Regions from separate parts of the Zea mays genome. Here region 1 is linked to region 2. The links are chromatin contacts, called in public Hi-C maps. All regions are on one chromosome and are shown on one strand. Each heading gives the region's core, a stretch centred on a gene start, on an enhancer-like site or on the middle of the called end of the contact. The rest is flanking DNA. Distances are from core to core; before and after follow the strand shown. Region 1 has its middle 38 kb from the start of LOC103651063. Region 2 holds the start of LOC100281370 (WRKY DNA binding domain containing protein).

The links. Hi-C and Micro-C count contacts between places; a contact is called where the count stands out from the background.
Region 1: a Hi-C map of bundle sheath shows a contact between it and region 2, with 3 times the contacts expected there. The contact joins the enhancer-like site here to the promoter of LOC100281370 in region 2. A contact is called at or near these places in 5 of 25 Hi-C or Micro-C datasets (bundle sheath, ear, endosperm and 2 more) and 1 of 3 datasets of contacts at active chromatin or transcription factors (seedling).

Annotation. Positions count from the first base shown.
Region 1 is chr3:190,058,303-190,063,648 of Zm-B73-REFERENCE-NAM-5.0, reverse strand. No RefSeq gene overlaps it. Among protein-coding and RNA genes, the nearest start is that of LOC103651063, 38 kb to the left of the region's middle. Within about 2 kb of position 1,463, at least 18 of the 20 cell types and tissues checked have an H3K27ac peak or open chromatin away from gene starts, as enhancers often do. A contact at or near this core is called in bundle sheath, ear, endosperm and 3 more, where this site is marked.
Region 2 is chr3:190,001,120-190,005,827 of Zm-B73-REFERENCE-NAM-5.0, reverse strand. LOC100281370 (WRKY DNA binding domain containing protein) reads right to left here and starts at 1,621. Exons shown (of 3, transcript NM_001154288.2): 1 at 1,115-1,621; 2 at 861-947. The coding sequence starts at 1,449.

The DNA of each region.
Region 1 (5,346 bases), core at 214-2,713, 58 kb before region 2:
GTGGTGCAGCGAGGAGCCGTGGACAGCAGAGCAGACCCTACACGGCGGAGGGCAGAGAGAGGTCAGAGGGAGAGGGACGTTGGAGGGCCGGACCGCCGGAGGCTGGAACCTGGGACTGGGAGAGGAATGTGCTGCCGACCTGACGTGCTGGGCGACGGGCGTTTGGACTTTGGAGAGAGGGCGGCGGCGTGTGGAGAGCAGGATGAACGGCGTGTGGAGGACTCGAGGCTGCCAGGCACTACCGCACTAGGTTAGCTGGTTAGGTTTGGGCTTAGATGGGCTGGGCCTAGTGTTCCCGAATTACAAAATACGGTAACAAAATGGGATCATCCCGATTAAAAACGGGATCCCGGTTAAACGGTCGGAAAAACAGCTCTACCGTTTCCGTTTCCGTTTCCGTTTACCGTTTTGTATATCCCGTTTTCGTTCCGTTTTCGTTTTTTACATCGAGTTCGAAATCGATTGGGACAAAACTAACAAAATCGGTTATATGATAACGGTCGGTTCGGAATTTTCCCATCCTACTTTCATCCCTAATCCCGGCCGCAATCTTTGTCATTTGCAGCGCGCGCGCACCGCTGCCAACTGCGCCTGCACCCGCACCCGCACTCTAGTTGACATGCACGTTTGGCCGCTTCGTGAGCGAACACGCCAGCCACAGCCACCATTATAGGCATAGCCGGTCCACCCGAAATGGAAGCAAGAGGTTCCGGTGGGCGAACGGCGGCGGCGGCGGCGGCCGGAACCTGTTGACATCACAGCACCTGTTGACATGGACACCGGTCCGGTTCGTGAACGTGCGACTACTGATCGCTCCGAGTGGAGTGCGCCGTGCGCGACAAGCAGGCGTTGACTCTCCCCATATCCGTTGCTTCCTACGCACGGGAGGTATAGTATAGATCGGGACGTTGAAAATGGGAACGGACGCGCGCGCAGCAGTGATCCCGATCCCGGTCACTCTCGGCGTGACAGAACATGGATGATGGATTCCAAATTTAATCCCATGCGGTCCTGCTGTACAATACAAATGCGTGGCATGTGCTCGTACATAATCTACGTAGTACGTACGTACTCACTCGGCGCGCGTAGCCGGACCGGACGACAGCTGCGTCCGCGGAAGGCAGGGAGACTGCTGGGACAGCGCTGGCGAGTGAGCACAGGAGAAAAAAAAAAAGGTGTGTTGGCTACAGCGGGCCGGCTCAATGTTTCGCACGCGCGGAAAAAAAAACACCGGCCGGGGTGCCGGGATTCTCCATCCACCACATACTTCGCCATCCGGCACGGAACGAACGCAACACACGCATGACGTCGCCGCAGCGTGACGCCCGCGTCCTGATGTCACCGTCAGGCCGCCAGCCGGCCCAGCGCTGCCCGCGCGCGTCAGCAGCAGTGGAGTGGTACCTTGTGCTTGTGCGTGCCAGTGCGAGTGCGACGTCTCAGTCTCACGCGGGGCACTGTCCATGTTGCTGCCGCTGCTGCTGACACCGCGTGCGTTCACATCACACCCGTAGCCCCCACACGTCCACCACCCCTCCAGATTGTCCATGTTGCTACGCCCATCAGCAGCAGCTACCAAAGCCGACAATGTAGAGTACATCCCTCGCTCGCTGATCAGACGGGAAAGTCGCCATGGCAACGACGACGGTCGCAATCAATCATCGGAGAAACGCAGGGTCTTGTCCAGTCCTCACGTCGGACGGTCGGAGCTTTTTATCTGGTTGGAATCCCAGAGCACCGCACCGCACCGCGCCCTCTGTTTGTTTTTGTCTGTCTGTGCTGCTTTTGATTTCGTAGGCTATAGGGTGGTAGCATGAGTGAGTACTCAGGGGCCGAAAGGGGCCACGCACGAGCCATCATGCATGGGCCCTCCATTTTCGACTTGTTCCTTGTGCTACCTATCGCTTACACACACGATCAGGTCCTATTATTATATATATACATGGAATAAATGGCGGTTAAAGCGGCCACACAAGTTTTATAATAACGTAGAAAAAAAACTGAAAGATGCGCTGCTTCAAAGCATAAATAAAGTTAGTTGAATCTCCCACTCATCATCTGCTTCATGATTCCGTGCCTTGGGGAGGGGGGCATAGACGGGCATTTAAAGGTTGTAGCGCACCACAAACTTTTTGTGTATTTTATTTGAGACAATCTGAACTTCTTGAAGAAGAAAAAAAAATCTTATATGAAGAACATATGAATGCATGCCCATGCAAGTCAAGCCAATTAAGAGAGAAAAAACCCCTTTAATTTGTTTACCGAGAATATCATTCGCTACACTAGATATATATAAAAAAATGAGTAATCAATAAATCAAGTATCATCACCAGGATCAGCGATATTGCAGTGCGTCTTTATTGAGAATATATCATTTGCATCCAAATATTCTAAAGTAGTATGCAATGTTTGGCTTTCTTCCAATCGCTCCATCGTGCTGCTTCGGGCCTTCGGTCATCGTGCCAAACCAGAGTTGCAAGCGGCTGCCCACCTTCGTGCTGCTGCTTGGTTCAAGGCGCCGAGTATCAATTAGCTTTTATTGTAATTAACGTTTAATCAGGAGAAAGCATGGTTACATATGTCATTTTACTTATTCCCTAACCTGTCTTTTAAAAACCTATAACGTCCAAATCAAGTGGACGGAGGGGAGTATTTGTGTTGATTAGTTTCACCAAAAATGTACAACTCACGTTGTACTCACTAAATGTGGACCTTGTCATATCAATGAATATCCAGAATCATTGTGTCACTTACAACTGCTAGTTTTGTACTTTAGGGCTATATATACCAGCTCAACTTGCAAATTGAGAGGCGTGAGAGGCAAGGAATATCACAGAAGAGATAAGACTCATTTCTAGTAGCTTTATGCACCCAAGTGTTTAAAGACCATTTGGTGATTAGAGTAGGCGCTTCTATGAAGTGCTTAGATTTGCTAAACCACTACTTATAGTGCCTCCTCTAGGTTTCGTCCAATTATTTGAGTGAGGTTAGGGAACCTCTTAGCTGTTGGTGCTTACGCGCACCATAGTATTAGTTGTACCGGAAGGGAATGTAGTCTTGCGAGATCACACCAATTGTGTTTGTAGTGTGACCACCACTATGTATGGAAGAAAATGAGGTATTTTAGCCAGAAACTCGATAGTGAAAACAGAGGAGAGCGTATGGGAGAGACTACAACAAATATCCACTTGCACGTGGAAAATGCCCGAGGCTATCTATAGAATTACTCGACTAGGATCTTATTCCTCAGGTGGGCATTGTTGTGAAGGGGTCCAACGAGGACTAGGGGTGCTTGCACGCTTCTAGAGACCTTGATAAAAATATCACTCATCTACCTGAGTTTGTATCTCTATTGTATTTAATATTTCCCATTTATTAGTGTATCTTGGTTCTGCGCTTTATCTACCTATCCTAGTTGTTAGGCTAGTAGATAGGTTGGAAACATAGGTCGCATAAACCTTTTGCGATGAAATAGCAACACAATTAGTCAAAATCATAGTTGCACATATGATAGTTTATTTAGTGCATAGGTTTTGGCAAGACAAAAATTAGAGGCCTTAGTTATTTTTCTAAGAAATAACTTCCCTAATTCACCACTTTAGACATCCAAGTGTCTTAACATACCATCTATCCTGAATTCGATCATGCACTCTACTATGTCTTGATTGAAACCGACTAGCTAGCAGTCTTGTTCGGTCAGAGTGAATGCCCACACCCTAGTGACTTATATATAGTTGTGGATTGGACTAATTAATGTTGAGCGTGTCGGTATGCATGTTGGAGATCAAAGAGAGTGGTAGGTGTGCATTGATTGGTTGGTTGTGTTTAATACTCTCTCAGTCTCAGTATATAAGTCGTAACCACATCTAGTCAAAAACCAAAAATACATTTAATCCTCTGTATACCATTGCACCTGAAAGGGAATTAGGCTTACACCAATTTCCTAAATGATTTTGGTGGTTGAATTGCCCAACACAAATAATTAGACTAACTAGTTTGCTCTAGTCTATAAGTTATACAGGTGCCAAAGGTTCACAAAAAGCCAATAAAAAGACCAAGAAAAGGATTCAATAAAAAGAGCAAGGGACAACCGAAGTGTGCCCTGGTCTGGCGCACTGGAATGTCCGGTGCACCATGGAACTCCAAGCTGAACTCAACACCTTCGGGAATTCTTAGAGGCGCTTCACTATAATTCACCGGACTGTCCGGTGCACCACCGGACAGTGTCCGGTGCCCCAAGGAAGAGCGGCTCTGAACTCGCCAGCTTCGGGAATCCGCTCCGCTATAATTCATCGGATATGTCCGGTGCACACCAGACTGTCCGGTGAGCCAGCGGAGCAACGGCTACTTCGCGCGCAACGGTCGATTGCAACGCATTAAATGCGCGCCTGCGCGCGCAGAGGGCAGAACACGCGCTGGTGGCACACCGGACAGTCTACAGGACTTGTCCGGTGCGCCACCGGACAGCCAGGCGGGCCCATAAGACAGTGCTCCAACGGTTGGAACCCAACGGCCTGGTGACGTGGCTGGCGCACCGGACAGTGTCCGGTGGCGCACCGGACTGTCCGGTGCGCTATGCGACAGCAGCCTCCACCAAACGGCTAGTTTGGTGGTTGGGGCTATAAATACCCCAACCACCCCCACATTCAAATCATCCAAATTTTCCACCTTCCAACTACTTACAAGAGCTAAGCATTCAATACAAGACACACCAAAGTGATCAAATCCTCTCCCAATTCCACACAAGGTTTTAGTGATTAGTGAGAGAGATTTGTTGTGTTCTTTTGAGCTCTTGCGCTTGGATTGCTTTCTTTATCATTCTTTCTTGAGATCAAACTCAGTTGTAATTGAGACAAGAGACACCAATCGTGTGGTGGTCCTTGTGGGAACTTGTAATACTCAAATTGTAAGGGAGAATAAAAGGAGGAATTGTCTCCTTTGAATGTATGTGCATCTCCATTTATCATCACATGTGACTGACCATGTTTAAAAATGAGTAAATCCTTACTAAGAAACAATTAAATCATTGCATCATATTGGATTTTGTTTGTGCATTGAAATATAATAAAAGTGACACTAATAAAAATATAATAATGATGTGAGAATTTAGATTTATCCCAAAGGCACAACTTAGGGAAATTGGAAATGACATAAAAAAAAGAAAAGAAAAGAAATTATATAAAATATAAAACAAAATTTATAAGTACATAAACTCAACCATATTGGTAGGATTAAAATCTATCTTTAAATTTGAGTACAAAATTCAAAGCCATAATTGAGATTCAAATTGGGAATTGAAAATAGGAGAAGAAGAAAAATAAAGAAAAAGAGAAAGGAATTCTAACCTAA
Region 2 (4,708 bases), core at 372-2,871:
AGGCCTAATCAAACTTTAGATGTGGGGCTGTGGGCGATCCGTTCTGCTGGCCGCTCCAGAATCTTTTAAATAAAGGCGAACACGGCCGTGCGCGTCAACTCAAGCGCGGCCTGCTTTTACGCTTGTCTCTTGTGTTCGCGCTGTGCCACGCAGCGTCGCTATTCAAGACAACATCCCCATCCAATTCTATTCCCGTCCATTCAGAGGAACGCCGTTGCTAGCACGCTGCCTAGCTAGCTAGATGCGTCACGCTCACAAAACTTGCCCTTGTTTGCAGCAACAGGGCAATCTTACCCTTTTCTTCTATATATAGCGGCCGCGTGCTGAATTATTGGAGGAGTAGGGTTAGTTATTTAGGTTACACTAGTTTGGTACCTATGGCAGGTCGTTACACTAGTTTGGTACTACTAGTGTGTGTATATATATATATATATATATATATATATATATATATATATATATATATATATATATATATATATATATATATATATATATATATATATATATATATATATATATATATATATATATATATATATATATATATATATAAAAGAACAGACACAGTGTATATATTACATCATCCTTCAGAAATACAGTAGATTCTCCTTAATTTATACAAAGTCAAACCATCCTGAAAACAAATCTATTTCATAATTGGTCTCTTTGATATCATCATAGAAATTAATATTCTTCGTCAAATTCAATCAGATGATTTGAACTAGAACAGCTCAAGATACATGCATCCATTATATTTCATTCAGGACTAATGGGTATAGTTTTTTTTTTTTTTTGCTAAGGTAGCAAAGAAGTACTATATATGCTAATAAGTAGGAAGAGGGATATTATATATGGACCTCGGAAACGGCGACTTAGTGATCCTCTTCTGGCCGTACTTCCTCCACTGGTACCCGTCGCTGTGCGGCGAGGACGTCCTCCGTTGCCTGCGCCGAGCAAAGCATTGCGCACGCGAACGCGACAAGCAATAATATCAGGGCGCGATAATTTGTTTAGAACAAACTAAGCATCGCCCCACCCCCAACCGGTGGAGCTGGTCCATTTGTCTGTTGCGCAGGCAGGCAGGCAGGCGAGCAGCTAGCGGGCGACTCACTCTCTTGGGATGCTGTCGTCCCGGCCCCGTCGCGGGGCCAGGGCAGGCGCGGGCATTTCCATCGTCGGCGGCGGGGCGCGGGCGGGCGAGCTCATGATGGAGAGGCAGACGGTGAAGGCGCGGGACACCTCCTGCAGGATGAATGCCGCGGTGGCCTCGGCCTGGCCCTGCCCGCGCAGCGCGCGTAGGGCCTCGGCCCGCAGCTGCGCCGTCAGCTCGTGCCCCCGCGTCAGCTCGCGGATCACCGCCTCGTGCTCGTCCTCCGAGGCCGAGCTGCTGCTGCTGCCGCCGCTGCCGCCGCCGCCGCTCATGGCCAGGCGGGACTGCGTCTGCATGGCTGCGAGCCGGCGGGGCCGTGAGATCGAGTCCGTTGTGCAGCAGCAGCAGCCGGACTGGGCGAGTTCGTTGCTCTGTGCGGATCCGTGTCAGTTTTGTTTGTCGGTAAGGAATAATAAGCTAGGCAAAGCTGATTTGGATGGATGGAGTGGGGTTGGGCAGAACAGAAGTAGAGGAAGAGGCGTCCTGGCGGCTTTTATATAGAGGAGGGAAGAAGGCGAGGCCCGGGTAGCGCGGGAAGAAGTCTCGCGGCAGCTGCACAACTCAGAACGAGCTGGAGTGGTTTGGTGGCGGTAACAGCCAACAGGGGGCACGTTCCACTTCCATGGCTCACGCGGACTTGTGGACTCGGCAGGACCGTACAGCAAGTCGTTCTTAATTATTTGTGCTGCTCTCAGAAACTAGACATGGGATTCGAAAAATTGAATGATCACAAAATCTCAATTGATTCAATAGTTTTGCTAGAACATCAAACTAACTGTAAAAGAAAGCGTGCTTAGACTGTCTACAGCGAATCGTGTAAAATAGAAGATTTGTATTGTAGATGACATTGTTTATAAAGTGATATTTAAAATAGAGAATGAGAGGTGAGATCATCATTTAAATATCAATAAAACTTTTTAGGATATCGATGATGCCAGAGCCAGACATTAATGTATGCTTAAAAAATGTTATCCTTAATATCGACTAAAAACTATAAATCATCTCTAATCTATTTCTTTTCTTCATTCTGCACGAGTGCTAACTCTCTATTGAAACAAAAGCGACATTAGGTGTTCATAAAGGCAACGGTACGGTTTTCATCATATTTTTTTTTTGTCTAACCACCTACAATTATACAATCATGAGATGTAACATGAGAAAAAACAGAATAGGAACGAAGATGTATTTTATTTTAAATTGGACCTTCTTTAACTTAGTTGAGAAGTCTTTTAGGTATAGTCTCCACAATTAGTACGAGTAATGAGGAGTACTGACTCTTGTGCACCTTTTTTCCTTTTTTGCCGGGGGGAGTTGATTTGCTATTTTGCCACTCTCTGTTATTATATCATCTCATGCCTATGATTAGTGGGCCCAATAATGACATACTGACGAAGCCCACAAATAATAATAGCATAATTGTCAATGAATGCGTTTTCCATGGTCCATTGCTCGATGTTAAGATTAATCATTTATATTGAGATAATCATTAAAAATAAAACTAACAGTTGATTACCAGGCTTGCTAGTCAATAAAAAGAGCAAATGAGCCTTTGACTACTTAATTGTTTCCCCCCCCCCCCCCCCCAAAAAAAATATAAAAGGGAAGGGGAACAGAAGAATTAACCTTGTTGCCTTGTTTGTTCTTCTTAGGCCAACTACAGTAGTTCACTAAAAGTTTACCTATAAGCACAGTTTTGTACTATTCTGCATTGTAGATTGTACTGTTTGTATAGTGGAGTTTGAATATGAGTACGGGTATGGATAAGTTGATGGAGATAGTCTTACGAAATTGTGACAGATTCCAACAGAGAAAACTAGGTGATTTTTATGCCATGCAAAAAAAACATATGTTTATATATTTTATCTCACTTCAAATTAGGTGAATACCTACCATATACCATCGCTCCCTTCGGCATCGATCTCACCACCCAGCATTGATTACATCATTGTCTCTGTGCCATCCATGCACCAATTAGCCCAATTGTTGTATTTATTTGACCACTTAATGAATTACTGGATCAACCTACATCCAACTACCAATTATATGGTACGTGCAGTTTGCTCTACCTCAGACGGTTCCACTAGTCGTAGACTCGAAATGACACGAGGATTTAATGATGCACGAGCCACCTCACGAGAGACGATGACACGAGGATTGGAATTATGGTTTTTCAAACGGTATATGAAATGCATCTATGCAGGTTACATAAATCATACATTTATAGTTTGGCTCTAATCCGTACCGTACCGGTTTGTACATTGTTTTTCTCTCTATGAATTACAGATGCAGCCGTCCAAACAACTGACTTTTATCCGAAACGAACATGCTAACAACAAGTCAGCAACGAAAGACTAAGGCCTTATTTAGATACTCTAGTATTCACCTCACGTGGATTGGGGAGTACTCAAACAAAGACTGAAGGGGAAAAAGAAACGTGGTGCAATATAGCTTAACAAAAGTACTAGGGGGTGATAATGGGCTCTAAATTTTACACTATAAGATTGAATAATCAGATCAAAATAAGATCAGACCTTATTTTTATTTATTTTTAAACTAAAATTTATTTAAGACACTACTATTTTATGAAAAAACATTTAAATTGTGATCCATTGACACCCCTAGCTTACCTTGTCCAACGACAGTACAGGACTATAAGCCACAGTGTGGTGTGTGGTAGTCTCTCTGATCGGCGGATGACTCGATTATTCCGGTCTTTTTTCTTCAAGGAATGTTGACAACTTCAAGTTCTACACATGGATACTGAACGTCATCTTTGCTCCTCACAGGCTGCTAGCTGCTGAGACACAAATTTGTAGTTTAGCCACCAATCCTTCTCAGTTCTACTCCATTTCTAATTAAACCCTGATCTAACCGTAATCCCAGGACCATTCGATGAACCCCGGCCCGTCGTCGAACCCCACCAGTCGACCGTACGTGATACACGTGTGCGACCGAAAAGGCGAGTAGCTGTGATGCATGCAGGACCAGTCACTCGGCCGATCTCTCTGATAGGCTAGGCTCACGCTCACCCTCACCCGGCCGGTTTTGTATTATCGCGACGACACGTTTTCGTGCGCGCCACTGAATGATTGACCACCACCGTACCAATTACTGCTGCGCGGGCGCCTGATCGATCAGGTCCGTGCTTCGGGTAGAAGTTTCCTTTCCCTTGTTTCTGATGGAGATATCTGGTACGGTGGGGTGGTATGTATTCAGGGCAACAGGCCTTTCCTGTCCTTGCACAGTACCAAGTCTCACTCCGACCACCAATCCGTCGCTAATTAATTAAGTTGCTGTTGCGGTTGCGGCGGGGCGTTGGGTTCACTTCTCGTTTAAGCCCGGCTCTGAGAACCAGGGCCACCGCTGGAGCATGTCTCTAGACACTTTTGCTCGTGCCTACAGCGCCTAGTTCAAGGTGCTTTATGTTTGCGGTCCAGTTAGAACAGAGACATCTCCTGGCGTCTCCTCTCGTCCCTCCAATTTGGAGGGACAACTGAAAATAACACTGAGATAATCTTGTCCTAACCCTTAACTCTCATCCCGTCTCGCCTTGTC